Regions from separate parts of the Mus musculus genome. Here region 1 is linked to region 2. The links are chromatin contacts, called in public HiChIP or PLAC-seq maps. All regions are on one chromosome and are shown on one strand. Each heading gives the region's core, a stretch centred on a gene start, on an enhancer-like site or on the middle of the called end of the contact. The rest is flanking DNA. Distances are from core to core; before and after follow the strand shown. Region 1 overlaps Efl1 (elongation factor like GTPase 1). Region 2 overlaps Efl1 (elongation factor like GTPase 1).

Region 1 (3,205 bases), core at 333-2,832, 68 kb before region 2:
GCTCTCAGAACCACAGCTGCCTGCTGCTTTCTGTTCCTCACCAGGATGAGATGAACTTAGCATCTGAAACTGTAAGCAAGCCCCAAATGCTTTCTTTTATAAGAGCTGCCTTGGTCATGGTGTCTCTTCACAGCAATAGAATAGTGACTAAAATATCCTGGGTCTAAATACTTAAGCAAAAGGAACACGGATCTAGTTTGGGCAGAGTGTTTGTTTAACATATGCCAGGTCTTAAACTGTAGCCCTCATGCTGGTGAAAACAACAACAACCTCTGCCCCCCCTCCCCCCCCCCCCCACAAAAAAAAAACACCCAACAACTTGAAAGCCACTTTCAATAACTATGAACAGAAGACCAGAAAAAGTACATTATGATAAATTCAAACAATGGAATCAACGTGGGGTGGGGGGAATCCTTGCAGGTGAGCATAGCGGCAGCCACCTATAATACCAATACTGCACAGCTAGAGACAGAAAGAGGATCATGAACTATAGATAGAAGAGCCTAGGCTACAGAGTGAGACTCTTATCTCAGAAACCAAACTAACTTCCCTCAAGTCCACCAAGCTAAAGCAACATGAAACAGCATAAGAAAACACACAAGTTACAAACAATACGATGCTACCATTCAAAGGTAACAATCCAGTATAGAGGTATCTACACAAGGCTTCTGTTTACAGACACCGACTGAGGCTGTGATCAGGCTGCAAGCACCTTTCAAAGCATGGTAAGTGAAAAACACACAGCAGCCTCGACAGAGTGACTCCCGCTGGAGTAGGTTCCCGAGGAGGGGACAGACACAAGGGCTCCTTAGGTGACCACTCAATATTGTAAGAGGAGAGGATACAATGACAGGAAAACTTCCAAATCAGTGAAACACAGATGAATGTGTGGGTGTTCCCGAGATTGTTCACCACTTAAATACTGTAAATGTTAAACCTTGATAAGGCTATTAACTGCCTTTTTACAGTTTCATATTTTTGTAATGTGTAATATTTTGCTTTTTTCCTGAGTTCACCAAGAAGCATATCTTTTGGGAGCTGGGGAGACATCTCAGGATGCACTCGCCCTGAAAGCATGTAAAAGTGCTGGATGTGGAAGTGTGTGGCCCAGAGCCCGGGAAGCAGAGGCAGCAGATCTGTGGGCTCGCTGGCCATCCAGGCTCGCCTAGTTAATGACCACCAAAGCGGGGAAAAAGTCCCTCTCACAGGAGGTAAACGTCAGGTCTGAGGATCACATTCCAGGACCCTTCTACCCTTCACATCATACACGCACACACTTTAAAGTCCCCACCCTAAGTGCATAGTGAAATAAGTTTATGCAGAGGAGAAGATGTGCTCAGAACGTCAGGACTGTTATCCCTTTTGTTCCCACACATTTAAACAAATGATCTCAGCAAAATTTCTACTTTTATCACAGTAACATTTTTAAAAACATAAGTTAGGAAACAAAACAAAACACAACAGAACAGAGCCAGCCATTTGTTGCTTCTGGAGCTTGAATGGCTGCTCCCACGGTGTGAGTGACCGCAGAGTAATAAAGCCGAGACTATGCTTTCAGTGAATTACATTAGTATTAGTCATTCCGAGCCAATAAACTGAACTGGTCTCTGGACTGTGAGACTTGGACCTCTCTGTGCCTGGAGTCCAGGGGGAGGTTCGGGTTCCTATCAGATAGGGAATGGCTTGTTCCTTAGGTTAGCTAAGGTCCTTCCTAAGAGTGAGGTGCAAAGAACCTGAGACTGAGGAAGGCTGGGCTGCCTCTCAGCCCCACCAGCAGGCTAAGCTTCCTCCAGGCCGTGGGTCGGATCGCTTCGTTACTAGTGGGCCTGCACCACCCTTTACCATTAGAACTGAACACTTCTAATGAACACTGTTTTACTCAAAGTCTCTTCAGCAGTCATGGACTTTGGCAGTTTTCACTAGAAAGCAAGGCGCTCAATGGAAGCCTCTGCTCGATGGGCTCACCTGCTGCCAATGGTCTATCCTGTTCCACTGTTTACACTTGGGGAAAGCAGGACATGTGCCAATCCCAAGCTGTCAGGAAGGAACGGTTAGATAAAGTTACAGAAGGTGACGATTTTAGACTGTTACCCAGCATTTCTTATGTGTTAAGCCTGCAATGAAAGTCATTTTGTACTGTGAAAACTTCCAAAGTCCCTGCTAGATTTCAGAAACCGCTAGACATCATCATCACCTGTGGTCACCCTCCCATGCAGGGATATACCAGGAACAGTGGCATAGTCCCTGTTGGTGTCTGCTGGAGCTCAGCTGGCTACTGCTTGCTTACTGGAGCCTGAGCCCCGACTTTGCATTCTCAGGCTCTTCATATGCCTGCAGCTGATGTGGCATGGGCGCCGCTGAGCTACAAGCCTAGCCCTGCTAACTCAGTTTTAAGCAAGATGTATCAGTTCCATTCATGCTAATAGCCATTTCCAGACCACGCATTGCTTTCCCAGTAAGCAGCAGCGGCCTGCACAACAGTTCAGCTATTATGGCCTAAAAATAAAAGGAATCATCACATTTTCTCTCTTACTAGAACATCAATGAGGGGAGGCAAGATGGCACAAGTTTGACCCCCAGGACCCACGGAATGGAAGGAGAGGACTTCCCACAAGCTGTCCTCCAACCTCCATACAGGAAGGGCCGCATGTGCTATGACATACAAATGCCTGCCTCAAAGTAAATAAATGTGTTTAAAAGTTTTAAATGATAAAAAACATTTCAGTTCAGTTTTTCATATTAATATCGACTTGAATTTTAAAAAGATTTTATAGTTGCCATGGGTTTTAATTATGTACTGTAAGAACATTGCGGCTAATGCTGGTATGAAAGCAATCAAAGTATTAAAAAAAAACGAAAGGACTGGTATGATAAGGGCTGGATTAATGATGACTCAATTAAAAATTAGTGAGAATAACTAATGAGAAGGCTCAAAACTGATATGGCCATTTTGTTTGTTTCCTTTCAGTACAATGCATTCTTTGCAAGGCAACAGTGTTTTTTAACTAGACAGGACCAGGCTAAATGTCTAGAGACCTAGTAAATATCTATGCCTGTCAGAATACTATGAACCACTAAATAAACTGAATTTGGATGACCATTTAAAGTAGAATAATATACAACATTATGTAAATAAGATTATATACATAAGACGGAAGGAAAACAATTATAAGCCAAACTATCCTGTTAGCATCTTGTGATCTTT
Region 2 (3,387 bases), core at 757-3,256:
GCTTTTTAAAAATCTATTTATTAAATGTCTTCTACTACCATGTGGATGAGGATCAAATTTTAAAAATCACATTAAAATGTAATAGGACTTAAAATATTAAAGACAAAATCTAATTTATTGCAGGCTGGCCTTGAACGTGCTAGATAGCCAATGATGGCATTGAACTTCTGACCTTGTCTCCATCTCCTGAGTGCTGAGATTTACAGGCAGACGCACAGGAGCAACAGCACGTGTGTTGTAGATTGGACCCAAGGCTTTCTGTGAGGCTGAAAGCACTCTGCCGGCAAAGCTACATTTCCAACCCCTCCTGATGACTTATTTGTAGGGGAATTATAAGTGAAAAGTTTTGTCAGTGTGCCAAATGATCTTTCCAATCTGTAACAGAACCTTCTACCTCAGCTCTCTGATGCTGATGGGGGAGGGTGATAGCAACTTTCCAGTTTGTAACAGGGATCCCTGATGTAGCACTTGGGGACAGAAATTTCTCTGCCTTCTTTCCTAGGCATTCTCGTTGTAGGCCAAGCAACAAATTAAAATAACAAAATCTTTTTTCTTATGTGCCTGGCCACTGAGAAAAAAGTCCATCTGAAATTCTTTATGGTAGAAATCTCTCGATTCCTGCTAATGGGGTTATGGGAAACACTCTGCCATACCCTTCACTTTAGGGTGGTTTGAGGAAACTGTCTGAACCAAGTTGTCTCCAGTACCTGGCTAAAGGCTGCTCTGTGGACTAAGTAGTCCTCTTCCAAAACATGGCAGGTGACCATAGATGCTCATGAAAGCTCAGGAGAAAACGTCCCTCAGCAAGAGAAAAATTCACCTTTCAGGTAGAGATCTGAACTTCATGGAAGCACCTTGTTTATATTTCAGTGTATTAGAAAAGGAAGACTGAATCTAACTGACCAAAAGTAGCAGCAACACAAGCAGAAACTGAGTTATCTGACGCACACTTCTGAAGACAGAAGAGTCACAACTATATACATAAATTACGCAGCCCCTGCAGAGTGCCTGACTACAGGTCTTCCTCCATATTACCCCTGTCTGTGTTTTAAATCAATGTGAAAGGCTAGGTTATACAAGTAATAGAGTGCCCTCTGTAGTCTGAGTCTGGCGGATCTCTTAAGGGCGCATCCTTAGCTTGGATAGGAGATAGCAGAAGCCTTCCGAGGTGGGGCCCAGTGGTAAGTCTTAGGTCACCCAGTGCCCTCCAAGGGGCGAGCAGGACTCTAGTCTCTTCCTTTCTCTCTCACTTCCTAGTGAGATATTTCCTCTGCTACACGGTCCATCTACAGTATGCTATCTCAACCACAGGCAAACAAGCCTGGGCCAAAACCTCCACATTCCTGAGCCAAAATAAACCTTTCTTCTTTATGTGAATTATTTCAGGTATTTGGTAACTACAACAGAATGCAAATACAGCTTATTTGGTAGATTATAAGGCATAAGACACACTATCTTCTATCTGTGGAATACTGTATTAAATATGTTTATATATAGTATAAATGTCTTAAATATAGGAATGGTTTTCCCAATTTGTAACAGAAATCTTCAAGTAGTGTTTGAAACACATCCCTGCTGCTGCACTCAGGGTCAGTAAGTTCTATGCCCTTTTTTCTCAGGCATTCTGGAGTGGGAAGATGGAGCAAGACAATGGGGGTCATCCTCATGAGCAGCTCACCATAAGAGGAATGGTGTAGACTCAGAGTCTCAAATGAGGGTTTGGTAGGAAGAGATTAATGACTTAGGAGTAATGAACAAAGTAGGCTTTCCTCTGGCTGCAACCCATCCAAAAGCTTTCTCTGGATCTGCCTCCAACCTGAAACAAACTGGACCATGCAATGCTGCCCATGGTTTACTTCATTCACTTTCTTTCTTTTTGTTTTGTTTTTTGGTTTTTTTTTTCAGTATAATTTCAGTCCACACCAGCTATCAGGACTGTGGCCACATCCTGGACTTTCACATCATAGAGAACAGCCCTCCCTTTGTTGGTCTGTTGTGGCTGTAGTAAACAGAGCAGCTGTACTTCCACACTACCATGAGTCATTACTTGCTGATGACTCAACTCTGCTACACCACCCTGGAAGGGGAGTCGGACATTAATGTCCAATCCTCTTGCAAACGTCACCTTGCCAGTGTGTGCCATTATTGTAACATGCTGGGCCTATCAGAGTAGTTGAGAGAATAATCGTAGTAGGAAACCTGGGCCAGAGAGAAGAATGCAGCAAGAACTCAAGTTGAAAAGAACTGTGTACATACATAATTGTGTTTAGAGGCCAAAGCTGGAGGAAGATAGACACAGATGGAAAGATGCTAAGTGGGGCCTGAATCCAGAACACATGTCTTTTCTAAAGACAGAAGACAGGCAAAGATGTCATAGTTACAGTTTAAGGGACGGTGGCAGACAGCTAAGACTTCTTTTCTGCAAGAAAGAAAACAGCAATGTCTGCTGAGTCTGGAAAGGGGTTTGAGGGGTATGTCAAAGACTGCCAAGAGGTTTCAAATAGCTGTTGGGGAGAATGAGCAAAACCTCGTCCATAGGAAAGCAGTGGAAAGCTGGCCTATATAAGGCTGAAGAGGGAGAAGTGTAGGGAACGAACTTCATCAGGATGGAGTTTTGCTGGAGGAAGTGCTAGAGGGTCAAGGAAGCATAAACAATGTTGGACGAAGATGTTGGGAAAACAGATGGTCAAGGGACATCCCTGTGCTGTAGAAGGCACAGATCAAGTAAAGGAGGCTAATGGGGCCCAGAAAGCTCAGACTCTTATGAAATAAAGAGGTGGTATTTCAGCATGTGGGCAGAAGAGCAGGGGAAAGCAAAGCCAGTAAAGAAGGGCGCAGTGAAATCTGACTGTTCTTACTACTGACTGAGTTCTTACTACCGTTTTTACTCCTCAGCTGGTCACGTGTGGAACTTTCTGTTGTTCCCAAGATGAGATCTATGTAATCCAGGCTACTCTCAGAATCAGAGGCCGAAACAATCCTCCTTATAGATGCCTGAGTAGGTGGGAGAAGTGCATGATCCTACCAGGCTCAACAGCAAGTATTTAAATTTGAAATGCTAAATAGCATAGTTACTGAAAGGTCAACCCATAAGAGAAGTCATTTTAGGGATGGTAAAAGCTATGTTGGAGAGTTGGGAACAAGCAAAACAAACAAACAAACAAACAAAAACAAAACAAAACCTTATTCTAAGTATACCATTTTGTTTTCAGAAACTAAATCCAAGGTCCCAGGCACTAAGTCGGCTGAGGACTTCCCTACAGCAGAACAGCTTCTGTTGTAAACAGTTGTCTGAGTCCAAACATCTCAGGGACAACTTATGAGGAGACAGTTGTGAGTCCAAACATCTCAGGGACAACTTCCTCATCTTGATGGCAGAGCCAAAGA

What was found. HiChIP or PLAC-seq counts read pairs in DNA pulled down with a chosen protein or histone mark.
Region 1: an HNF4G HiChIP or PLAC-seq map of pancreatic cancer cells shows a contact between it and region 2. The contact joins two enhancer-like sites. A contact is called at or near these places in 5 of 39 promoter capture datasets (the HPC-7 cell line, embryonic stem cells, liver and 2 more) and 1 of 115 datasets of contacts at active chromatin or transcription factors (pancreatic cancer cells).

The regions. Positions count from the first base shown.
Region 1 is chr7:82,731,703-82,734,907 of GRCm38.p6, reverse strand. The region is part of intron 15 of Efl1 (elongation factor like GTPase 1); the gene reads right to left. Among named protein-coding and RNA genes, the nearest start is that of 4933406J10Rik, 22 kb to the left of the region's middle. Within about 2 kb of position 1,582, at least 57 of the 459 cell types and tissues checked have an H3K27ac peak or open chromatin away from gene starts, as enhancers often do. A contact at or near this core is called in pancreatic cancer cells, where this site is marked.
Region 2 is chr7:82,663,465-82,666,851 of GRCm38.p6, reverse strand. All of the region lies in intron 4 of Efl1 (elongation factor like GTPase 1), which reads right to left. Among named protein-coding and RNA genes, the nearest start is that of Efl1, 17 kb to the right of the region's middle. Within about 2 kb of position 2,006, at least 71 of the 459 cell types and tissues checked have an H3K27ac peak or open chromatin away from gene starts, as enhancers often do. A contact at or near this core is called in pancreatic cancer cells, where this site is marked.